2 separate regions of the Rattus norvegicus genome follow, and region 1 is linked to region 2. The links are chromatin contacts, called in public Hi-C maps. All regions are on one chromosome and are shown on one strand. The core of a region is the stretch at or near the end of the contact, and the rest is flanking DNA. Distances in the headings are between cores, read along the strand shown. Region 1 overlaps Arel1 (apoptosis resistant E3 ubiquitin protein ligase 1). Region 2 holds the start of Ltbp2 (latent transforming growth factor beta binding protein 2).

What was found. Hi-C and Micro-C count contacts between places; a contact is called where the count stands out from the background.
Region 1: a Hi-C map of the A7r5 cell line shows a contact between it and region 2, with 2.6 times the contacts expected there. The contact joins the enhancer-like site here to the promoter of Ltbp2 in region 2. A contact is called at or near these places in 4 of 12 Hi-C or Micro-C datasets (the A7r5 cell line, the Rat2 cell line, mammary epithelial cells and 1 more).

Annotation. Positions count from the first base shown.
Region 1 is chr6:110,303,640-110,308,386 of GRCr8, reverse strand. Arel1 (apoptosis resistant E3 ubiquitin protein ligase 1) reads left to right here. Exons shown (of 19, transcript NM_001106744.1): 11 at 1,950-2,025; 12 at 2,480-2,589; 13 at 3,765-3,944; 14 at 4,396-4,521. Among named protein-coding and RNA genes, the nearest start is that of Arel1, 19 kb to the left of the region's middle. Within about 2 kb of position 3,421, at least 3 of the 93 cell types and tissues checked have an H3K27ac peak or open chromatin away from gene starts, as enhancers often do. A contact at or near this core is called in the A7r5 cell line, where this site is marked.
Region 2 is chr6:110,253,234-110,258,780 of GRCr8, reverse strand. Ltbp2 (latent transforming growth factor beta binding protein 2) reads left to right here and starts at 1,483. Exons shown (of 35, transcript NM_021586.2): 1 at 1,483-2,073. The coding sequence starts at 1,538.

The DNA of each region.
Region 1 (4,747 bases), core at 2,172-4,671, 48 kb before region 2:
AAAGACAAAAAATAAAAATAAAACAATTTTAACTTTCAATTTTAAATCTAGGTTATATGGTTTTGTTTATCTGGTTTTTTGTTGTTTTTTTTTGTCCCGGGAGAAGTTGTCCCAGAGTAGATTAGGATGGCTTTGAACTTGCAGTCCTCCTGCTTCAGCCTCATGTTTGCTGTGATCATGGGGATGTGCTACTATGCTTAGATTATTTTTTCGTTTAGTTTTTTATTGATTCTTTTTTTAAAAAAAAGATTTATTTATTTATTTTATGTATATGAGTACACTGTAGCTTTCTTCAGACACACCAGAAGAGGGCATCAGATCCATTACAGATGGTTGTGAGCCACCATGTGGTTGCTGGGAATTGAACTCAGGACCTCAGGAAGAGCAGTCAGTGCTCTTAACTGCTGAGTCATCTCTCTAACCCTTATTGATTCTTTATAAATTACGTATCATACACCCCAGACCCACTTACCTCCCCATCCCTTTTTACATGCCTTTTGCCCTTGGAATCCCCCCCCAAAAAAAAGAAAAAAAAATATTACTGTGGAAGCTGTAGTCTGTCACAGTGTGTCCCACAGTACACCCTTTTGTCCACACTTCTATACTTGCAAATGTTTGTTACAGTGAGTCATTGCAATGATTTGAGGCCTCTGGCTTCTGCTACACAATTAATACTGGATCCTCACTGGGACTCTTCTTGGATATCCTGTTGTTCCCCTGTGTCATGGAGATCCTGCAGCTTTGGATCTGTAGGACCAGCCCCTTCATGTGTTCCAGCAGTTCAGAGATGGGGTAGGTGTTGGGGTGTGCCAACTCAAAGCCCTGCTTCTAGACTTGGTGGCCCTCGGAGGCAGCATAGGCCAGGACCTCACCCTGGCCTTAGGTGGCATTCCTGGCTACTCACATCAGGCTGTTGTTTCTGGCTAAGCTGGTCAGCCCACCAGCTCTCCTGTACCCACACCTCTAGGGCCAGCTCTCCATCAGTGCCCCAGCTAGCTCATACAATACTGAGGCCGGCAAGGGATAGAGGCAGTTTTCCCACTCTCATGTTCTCAGGGCCAGTTTGCTCACACCCATGCTAGCAAGGCCAACTCACTTTGCTGCCAAGGTGAGGTGCAGGGCCTGCTCTCCTGGGTGCTGCCGCCAGAGGGCCAGGACCAGCTCTCCCACATTCAGGTCCTCAGGACTGATTCACCTGCACACCCGCTCCACCCTCCACCACCATAACCAGGGCCAGCACTTGTGGGCTTCCTGGGAGAGGTTGGGGCGCAGCTTTCCCACCATGCCCTCAAGCTGGCAGGCAGCTCTGCACAGCCCTTAGACATCAGCTTGGTTCGATGAGGCAGCCCAGACCAGGAGTGTTCACCTAGCCTTTGGTGGTGACATACTCATTCTGCTGTAGGGCCATGGACCCAGACATGGCCCTCGGAGGCAGCATAGGCCAGGACCTCACCCTGACCTTAGGTGACATTCCTGGCTACTCACATCAGGCTGGCTGTTCCTGGCGTCTCCAGTTCCACCTGTCTACACTGTGCCCACATCCTCTGTGTCTCTTTCTCTTCCCTCTCTCCACCACTTTCCTGCTGATCTTACTGGCACACAGGGCTTCTAGGTGTCTGGGGTCATCTCAGGAGTGCTATGCCCTGCCAGTGCCATGTGGCACCAGGCAGGGGTCGTCTTGGGTGTGGTCTGCCCACCTGGGCTACATGGAGCCGGTTGGGGTTGTCTCTGGTATGGTCGTCCCTAATTTTTTAAATAATGAATTTCTGCTGGAGATCTGTGTATTTGAACTTAAGATAATGTCAGTGAGTTTTACTTGTGTGCCATCTATCACTTCCACGTAGTGGTTAGCTCAGTGGGCAGTGGTGGTGCTCCTGAGGGTCTGTCTTTAGAAGCTGGGGGAAGCCAGCCGTCATCCTAACAGTTTTCTTCCTCGCTCTGCTTTTCAGTCTTTGAAGGCCACTCGGAACTTTTCCATCTCAGATTGGAGCAAGAACTTTGAAGTGGTTTTCCAGGATGAAGAAGGTGGGTTTTGAAGTTTTGTTTTATCCTTTTAATTCTCCTTCCTACTTCTACTCTCTAAAAAAGTTCAGACCAGCCCCTTCAAGCTCCCCCAAAGACCCAGCTTCTGTGAAGAAGCCTGGCTGGATGGTGTGGTGGAGTTTAGAGAGCAGAGACATGGGGGCAAGTGCTTACAGTTCGCGCTAGAAGGACAGAATAACCACTGGAGATGCGGAGTGTCCTTTTCCTGGATCTCTGACCTTTTGTGTTTCTGTTAGCTTAGTGATCAGAATACCTTGGAATCTACAGAAAGAAGTGGGATTTCAAGAAGAGTTCATATGTAGGTGAGCTGCATCGGAGAAACAGGTAGTGAACTAGAGAGAAGGAGCGGGAGACTATTAAGTGGTGATTAGAGGAAGAAAAGTCATCGTTGGTGATGTAAGCCAGCATCACTTTTAATTTTCATTATGCTTTTCAGCTTTGGATTGGGGAGGGCCTCGCCGGGAATGGTTTGAGCTAATCTGCAAAGCACTGTTTGATACCACCAGTCAGCTCTTCACCCGGTTCAGTGACAACAACCAAGCACTAGTGAGTCTGTGCCTTCCCCGTGGGTGGCGGGTGGAAAGCTGCTGCACTGAATACAAAGAGGTTCACACAGCTGACCCTGGAGGCTAGACAGCTTGAAATTGCTCTTTTTTTTTTTTTTTTTTTTTACTGAATTTCTTTTATTTACATTTCAAATGTTATCCTCTTTCCAGTTTCTCATCCATAAGCCCCCTATCCCATCTCCCCTCCCCCTTCTTCTATGAAACTGTTTCCCCTACTCCTGCCCTGACATTCCCCTACACTGGGGGTCCAGCCTTGGCAGGACCAAGGACTTCTCCTACCATTGATGTCCAGTAAGGCCATTTGCAGCTGGAGCCATGGGTCTGTTGATTTTTGCTCTTAATGTGCTGTTTGTAATGAGCTAATCAAGCTACCTACCTTTTATTTGACTCCCATTATTTCATCTGTAGAATGGGAACATATAGTTGAGCACTGGCTAAGAGCGTTCATTACATTGTGACTTTATTCACTTATAATAATTAAGCTATTATCTAAAGAAAAAGCTTGAGGCAGTTGATTTCTGTATTAGATCTCTGACTAGAAAGAAGTCACAGGTAGTACATGACTGTTTGAAAAGAGCTCTCCTTTAGGGACAGGCATCAAATCATCTGTACTCAAGTCAACTAAGGACCACAAACTAATCTAAGGTTCTTCAGTGGCCATTGTCCTCCAGTCACTTTAAATCACACCAGGTGTCTGTTCTGTGATCCTTCAACTGAAATTTTATTCCCTTTGCATTGGGTATGAGTCAGCTTTCTGTTACCATAATAAATGCCCGAGACAGTCAGCTTCTAAAGAGAGAATGTTTAGTCACCACAGACTTTTAGAGGCTTCAGTTTATGGCTGGTTGGCCTCCTTGCTTTTGGGTTTGTGGTGGTGCAGCACATCATAGTGGCAGAGTATGGCAAGATCATTCACCTCAGGGCTGGGTCATAAAAGGCAGAGGTAAAGAGACGAGGCAATTCTCTTCCAGGGCATACCTCAGTAGCCTGAGTCCTACTCATGACGCTCTGGGCTGCGAACCAAAGCTTGCAAATATATACACCTTTGGGAGACATTCCAGGTCCAAATTGCAATCCATAGAATTTGGGGTTTTTCCAGAACTTGCTAGAATGGATGAAAACAAGTCAAAGGCCTTTCATTTCTCTCTTGGACAGGTGCATCCTAACCCTAATCGCCCGGCTCACCTGCGCTTGAAGATGTATGAGTTTGCAGGGCGGCTGGTGGGCAAGTGTTTGTATGAATCCTCTCTAGGAGGAGCCTACAAGCAGTTGGTCCGTGCCCGTTTCACTCGGTCTTTCCTGGCCCAAATCATAGGACTACGTATGCATTACAAGGTAATACGTTAGGTGTGCATTTTCACTCAGACAGGCTAGCTGTCTGCTTTGGGATCTTTCCACATGCGATAGTTTTCTAAAGTACTTCTTTCCCTTTATTATTTTTTAAGATTTATTTTTATTCTGTATGTATGTATGTATATATGTATCTATGTTTTGCCTGCTTTATGTATATGCACCAAATACATCCTTGGTGCCCATTGAGTCAGAAGAAAGCATGGGGTTCCCTGGATCTGGAGTTACAGATAGATATGAGCTTACATTTGGGTTCTGGGAACAGAACACGGGTCCTCTGGAAGAGCAGCCAGTGTACTTAACCTCTGAGCCATCTCTTCAGCCCCCTGAGCTGATTATTTTTTTAAGGTTGAAGGTGTAAGGGGTGTCAAGCAGTCGAAGTTTCATTCGTGGCAAAAGAGTGTTCATGTACTTCTGTGTCTTCCTATCTCCTCAGTACTTTGAAACAGATGACCCAGAATTCTATAAATCCAAAGTATGTTTTATCCTCAACAATGACATGAGTGAGATGGAGCTGGTCTTTGCAGAAGAGAAATACAACAAATCAGGTCAACTAGATAAGGTGAGAGAGACCAGGAGGGGTAAGTCCCTACAGCCCACGCCCCCTAAGGCAGCACGGGTAGGACTTGCTACAGTGAAGACTACAGAGACTAACATGCTAATGAGGCATCCTTGCCTAAGGGGGTTTGGGAGGGTTGACTGTCAGTGATGAGCAGTTGTACTGTAGGTGCCTGATTCTTTGTTTAACACAATGGCTCTACACAGTAAAACTCTTTTTGTTGTTCTTG
Region 2 (5,547 bases), core at 234-2,733:
GGCTGACGTTTGCTCTGTGAGGTGACATGAAGAGGCGGCCCTGAAGATCTCTTGGAGGCGAATACTCCAGGTAGAGAGATGAGGCATCGCAGTGGAGCAAATGTTTGCCTAGCAGAGACGACGGCCAGTGAGGGTCCTGTGAGTGAGAGTAAGCTCGGATCGGACAGAGAACCAGCTGGGCGGGGAGGATTCCGCAGGCCAGTGTCAAGTATTGAGGCTTTCTTCTCCTATTAGGTATTGCTTAGGTTCCTGGGAGGGGGGAGGCTGGTACGGGAAGTTGGAATGGGTGTCTTTTACCGGTTCTTTCATCCTGTCTCCTTAGGAAGCAGTAAATTGTGAAAACTCTTCCAGGAAAGCCATATATGCCTAGGCTTTGGGGCAGGGAACAAAAGGAAGAAGGTAGATTTGACAGAAAATTCAGTTGTGAGACAACCGATATTCCTGTCTCCATCGGTACAAGAAGATGTGAGAACCCAGCCCAACAGGGATCAATCAAAGACTCATGCAGTCTCCTTGGGGCAAATCCTCCAAGTAATGAGTGGCTGTGATAGGAAGTCTAGCTAGAGTAGACTGTGGGCCAGAGGCCACTGGCCTGGGTTTTAATTCCGTCTTTAGCAATGCTCTCCTTCAGTCACCTTATTCAAGAGGCTCCATGTCTGCCTCTGTGGAAAGAGAACACCTCTTCCAGAGGGCAGCCACCATCACCATAGGATCAGGCCAAGGCTAGACGCCACAGGAAACAGATTAAGATCTAGGAGCTAAGCCCTCTGGCAGAGTGTCACTACAAGACACGGTTGCCAAGGATGAGGCCAGCTCCACTAGGGGGCGCGCGCCCCAAGTTGACCTTCCCCATAGGCAATCGACTCCTGGGTGCTGCCCCAGGGACACCTGCATTCTCGCCTAGCATCCCCAGTGGTCAGAGGAGGAAGCGTCGAGACCAGGCGCGCATGCCTCAGGCTCGGTCCCCATTACTTTGGTCTGGGTACCTTCCCCAGCTTCCTTCAGGTCTGAGAAGCAGCCTTGTTCATCTTAGTCCGTGAGGTCAGGAGCAGAAAATGCATCCAGGACAGGTGGACAACTTGAGCTTGCTCAGGACAGGAGAAAGGAGGCTCAGGTGCGCTTGTCCAGGCAGACGCCATCTGTCTTTCCAGTCTCCGGGTCTGCTCTGCGTCGCCCGCAGCTCCTCACGGGTTAATCCCCTCGCCGCCCGCTCGCTTCTCGGTGCCAAAGAGGGTGTTGCTGGAATTCTTGTCTCCCGTAATAAGGGGGCCGAGCTGTCCCTCCAAGGAGGGGGGGCATGGCGTGGATAAAAGAGACGAAAAAGCAGGGGGCGGTTTCCAAAAATAAAACCCTCCGGTTCCCCTTCAGACGGCGGCAGTGCGGACGCGAAGGTGCGGCAGACTCGGGCTCGGTGCGCAGCCCGGGCAGCTCACGCCATACAGTCCTTGCCTGGGAACCCCCGGACCCCAAGACGTCTGTTTCAGAGGTCCCCTAGACGGGAAGGGGCACGCCGCCAGGCGGGACTGTGGAGCGAACGATGGAGAGCACCTCCCTGCGAGGTCTCCGGTGCCCACAGCTCTGCAGCCACTCTGGCGCCATGAGGGCGCCGACCACCGTCCGCTGCTCCGGACGCATCCAAAGGGCGCGTTGGAGGGGCTTCCTGCCACTTGTCCTGGCTCTCTTGATGGGGACAAGTCATGCCCAAAGGGATTCCGTGGGGAGATACGAACCAGCTAGCCGGGATGCCAATCGGTTGTGGCGCCCCGTGGGCAACCACCCCGCAGCGGCTGCAGCCAAGGTGTACAGTCTGTTCCGAGAGCCCGACGCGCCGGTCCCCGGCTTGTCGCCCTCTGAGTGGAATCAGCCGGGCCAGGGGATCCCTGGGAGGCTCGCAGAGGCCGAGGCCAGGAGACCGTCCCGAGCCCAGCAGCTGCGTCGAGTCCAGTCACCTGTCCAGACTCGGAGAAGCAATCCCCGAGGCCAGCAGCCACCAGCAGCCCGGACCGCACATTCCGTCGTGCGCCTGGCGACCCCTCAGCGACCCGCGGCTGCACGCCGAGGGCGGCTCACCGGGTGAGCACTGGAGAGAGAATTGGGGCGGGGGATGCGGGGATACTGGACGGTCATGCCTTTAGTGGAGCGGGACAGAGGAGAGTCCTGTTCCTTTGTCCTCAGTAATGTAGAGAAACCATCCCGAGGTTCCGAAGCCGGGGCTCGGGACCAGCTTTCAGAAAGTTATTTTTGGGGAGAATAAATCTACTATCCTTTCCCTTGGACACCAGTTCACCGGGAACCCCGACGTTAGGCTCTTGTGCGTTTCTAACGCGTTCTGTGCTGGGCTAACGAGCTCTCGTAGTTGCTGGGTGGGCGCTCTGGGGCTCTTGAGGCCCAGGGAAGGTTAAACTGGCTCGGGGCGCCAGTAGGTGGAGGATCGGGGCGGGGGAGTGGGGACACCAGGGCGCGAAGACAGAAGCATCTCCAGGAAGGGGCTGACAGCGAAGCAGGCGCGCCAAGACAAGTGTATGGTCCGGGCTCAGGTCTGCTGGGACACGCAGAGGGCTTAGGCATGGGTTTAGGAGCTCTGTGGAGGGGAGGCTGCGCTGTGCGAGGGACTGGGTCTGTGTGTGCCAGTAAGACTATATGTCAGCGTTGTTTGCGCATTTTGAAAGGCCACGCCTCACTCCAACTCTTCCTTATTATTTTGCACCACTCACTGTGAGCCCCGGACTCTATTACTACAGGAGGCCCCCTTCCAGCCCCAACAACGCTCTGCCCAGAATTTAATGACTGCTAGGTTAGGGACCTCTCCCCAGTATCCAGGTGTCTCTGGAGTGAGAGCACAGAAGCCTGGCAATACCGGACTGGGCAGGGCGCCATTGGTTAGTCTAGGAGGGGCTTTGGTAGCCCTCGGCCGGATCCTGGTTTACCTGTCCACTGTAGTCCCAGGTAACAGTCCCGATGCGTGTACACCGAGTTCCACTACAGAGGATCTTCCGCCTCCTGCTCTGCGCAATGCTCTTCTCTTGCCTGCAGCGGTCTTCTCCTGTATTTTAGCAGAATTCACCGTGCCTCATCCTTTCCCCGCCCTCACCCTGCCTTATGCTTTTCTTTCAGCATTTATCCCCCTCACATATTTCTATTTCTGCGTATGGGCTCAGACTTATACAAGTTCTACTTAAGCAGGGTTTTGTTTGCTTCTGTGTTCCCAGCAGATCAGTGCCTGCACGTAGCTGGCCCTCTCTGAGTCTAAATGGACTCCCTGTTAACCTTCCGAGGCCTAACCTAAAGTCTTCAGGGCACAGAGCTGCCTGCTGCCAAGTGCCTCCTGCAGAGGGCCATTTGAGGAGAGTTCACCTGCCCTGTTTCCGCTCTCCCCTCTATCCTGACTTGTGTAGGCAGCTCCGTGATTACTTGTGCTGAACATGGGAGAGAGAGCAGAGACCCACAGAATACAAATCCTGCTGGAGGGGAAGTCAGTTTCTTAAAATCAAGTTGGAGGCATGAATGATGGTGAACGTGTTTCTAAAAGCAGGGGACATGTTCTGATAAGTGCAATGGAGCAGTACAACGTAGTGGAGAGGCTCAGGGAAGAGACAGTGTGACCGGGACCCTTGAGCATAGATGAGGAAGGAGATGGCCAAAGTAGCACCTGGAGATGAGGCTGTCGTGCAGGCTTAACATTGACTCAGAACTAGGGCTTTTCACTGTTAGTGTTTGCCCAGGGGGAAGAATGAAGCCTTGGTATAGGGGAGCCAGGGGGCTGAGGCTGAGATGAAGTTTGGCTGTTATGGGGAGGGGGTGGTTATGCTGCAGGCTTTTGTGCGCATGAGCGCCTGCGCATATGTGCGTGCATGTGTGTGTTGGATGGTGCTGCTGTTAGAAGTCATAAAGGGAGGCAAAGCAGACTGTCACCAGGGCAAAGCTGGCAGCTATGACCAGGTGTGTAAATTGTGGGCACCTGCTGTATACACAGGTACACACCTGTGCTGGAGCCGGCGCCTCAGTTTTGTCTCCTGCAGCCTTAGTAGATAGATGTTGAGTTCTTCTGACATCCCTTTCATCTCTTGGGAAGGGGCCCGAGTGACAAAATTATTCCTTAACTTCAATCCAAGTCCATTCTGGCCTCTGGGCGCAGGTCAGAGCTAGCGACCAAGTGCCATCTGCTGGTAGAATATAGAACTACACTACTGCTAATTGAGGTTTTCTTGTTTGTTGGTTGTTTTTTGGTTTTTATCTATTTTTTAATTTTTAATTTTTTTTGGCGGAACTCCTTTAATAGGCATTATTCTGAAAACCCTGGTGATAGAGCAGTGGATAAAATAGACAAACTGCCAGGTGGCAGTGGTGCACGCCTTTAATATCAGCTTCTGAAGGCATAGGCAGGCAGATCTCTGAGTTTCAGAGTAGCCTGCTCTACAGAGCAAGTTCTAGGTTACCCAGGGCTACACAGAGAAACCCTGTCCGGAAAAACAGCAGCAACAACAACAACATCGAAAGAAAGAAACAAACAAAACCAAAAACCCTTTCCTTATGGAACTGTAAACGTACTGGAGGTTAAATGTGTGTGTGTGTGTGTGTGTGTGTGTGTGTGTGTGCGCGCGCGCGCGCGCACGTGCGCGCGCACACATGCTCCAGGCATTGTCCTAATGTCTGAGGCGCAGTAGTGAGCAGTGCACCTATGTACTGCAGTCTACAGGGGACTTGTTGTTTCCCAGTGCTCAGTGTTTCTTGACCGTCTTAATATTTTGCTCTTACTCTCTCTCCCAAGTGGGTTCCAGGGATTGAACTCAGGGTGCAAGGTGTGGCTAGTGCTTTTATCCAGCGAGCCACCTTTTCTTCTTCATCAACACATTATTACAGTAACAGAAGTCCATGCTGTGTCTTTTGAAGTGAATTGTGACATTCTACATGAATACTAAAAGGCACTGGAGATAGCGGAGCTCACAAGTTAGCTTACTTTCATGTTTTTTCTTCTCCCATACATTATATCCCAAACACAGTTTCCCCTCCCTCTTCCTCTGCCAGTCCTGCCAACCCCAGATCTTCCTCCTTTTCCTTCATAATAGGGCAAGCCTCCCAGGTATATCAACCCAACATGGCATATCAAAGTTGCAGTAAGACTAGAGTTGAGGTTTCTTTTATAAATTTGCCTCCCTTTCCCCTAGTTAACCATTACTTTGGATTTAAATATTTCTAACGTGTATTTTATGCTATTGCAACAGATACAAGTATCCATAAAGTATACAATGCTGGCTTACATACCTTAAACTTAGACAAAGGGTGGCATATTGTATTCCCCTACAATGTTTTTCCTTCCTTATTAGGAATTCGAGATTTAACTATGATAATATACAGTGTGGGTTTTTCATTTTAACTGGCATATATCATTCCTGTGTCTAAATATCCCACTGTTTATTTACCCATCCTCCTGTTTCTGGATGCTTAGATGAATTACATTTTTGTATCGTTACGAACAAAGCCTGACTCATTTTTCTGCATAAATAAATCCATAATTGAAAGGAAACTTTGCATCATTACTGGAGGTTA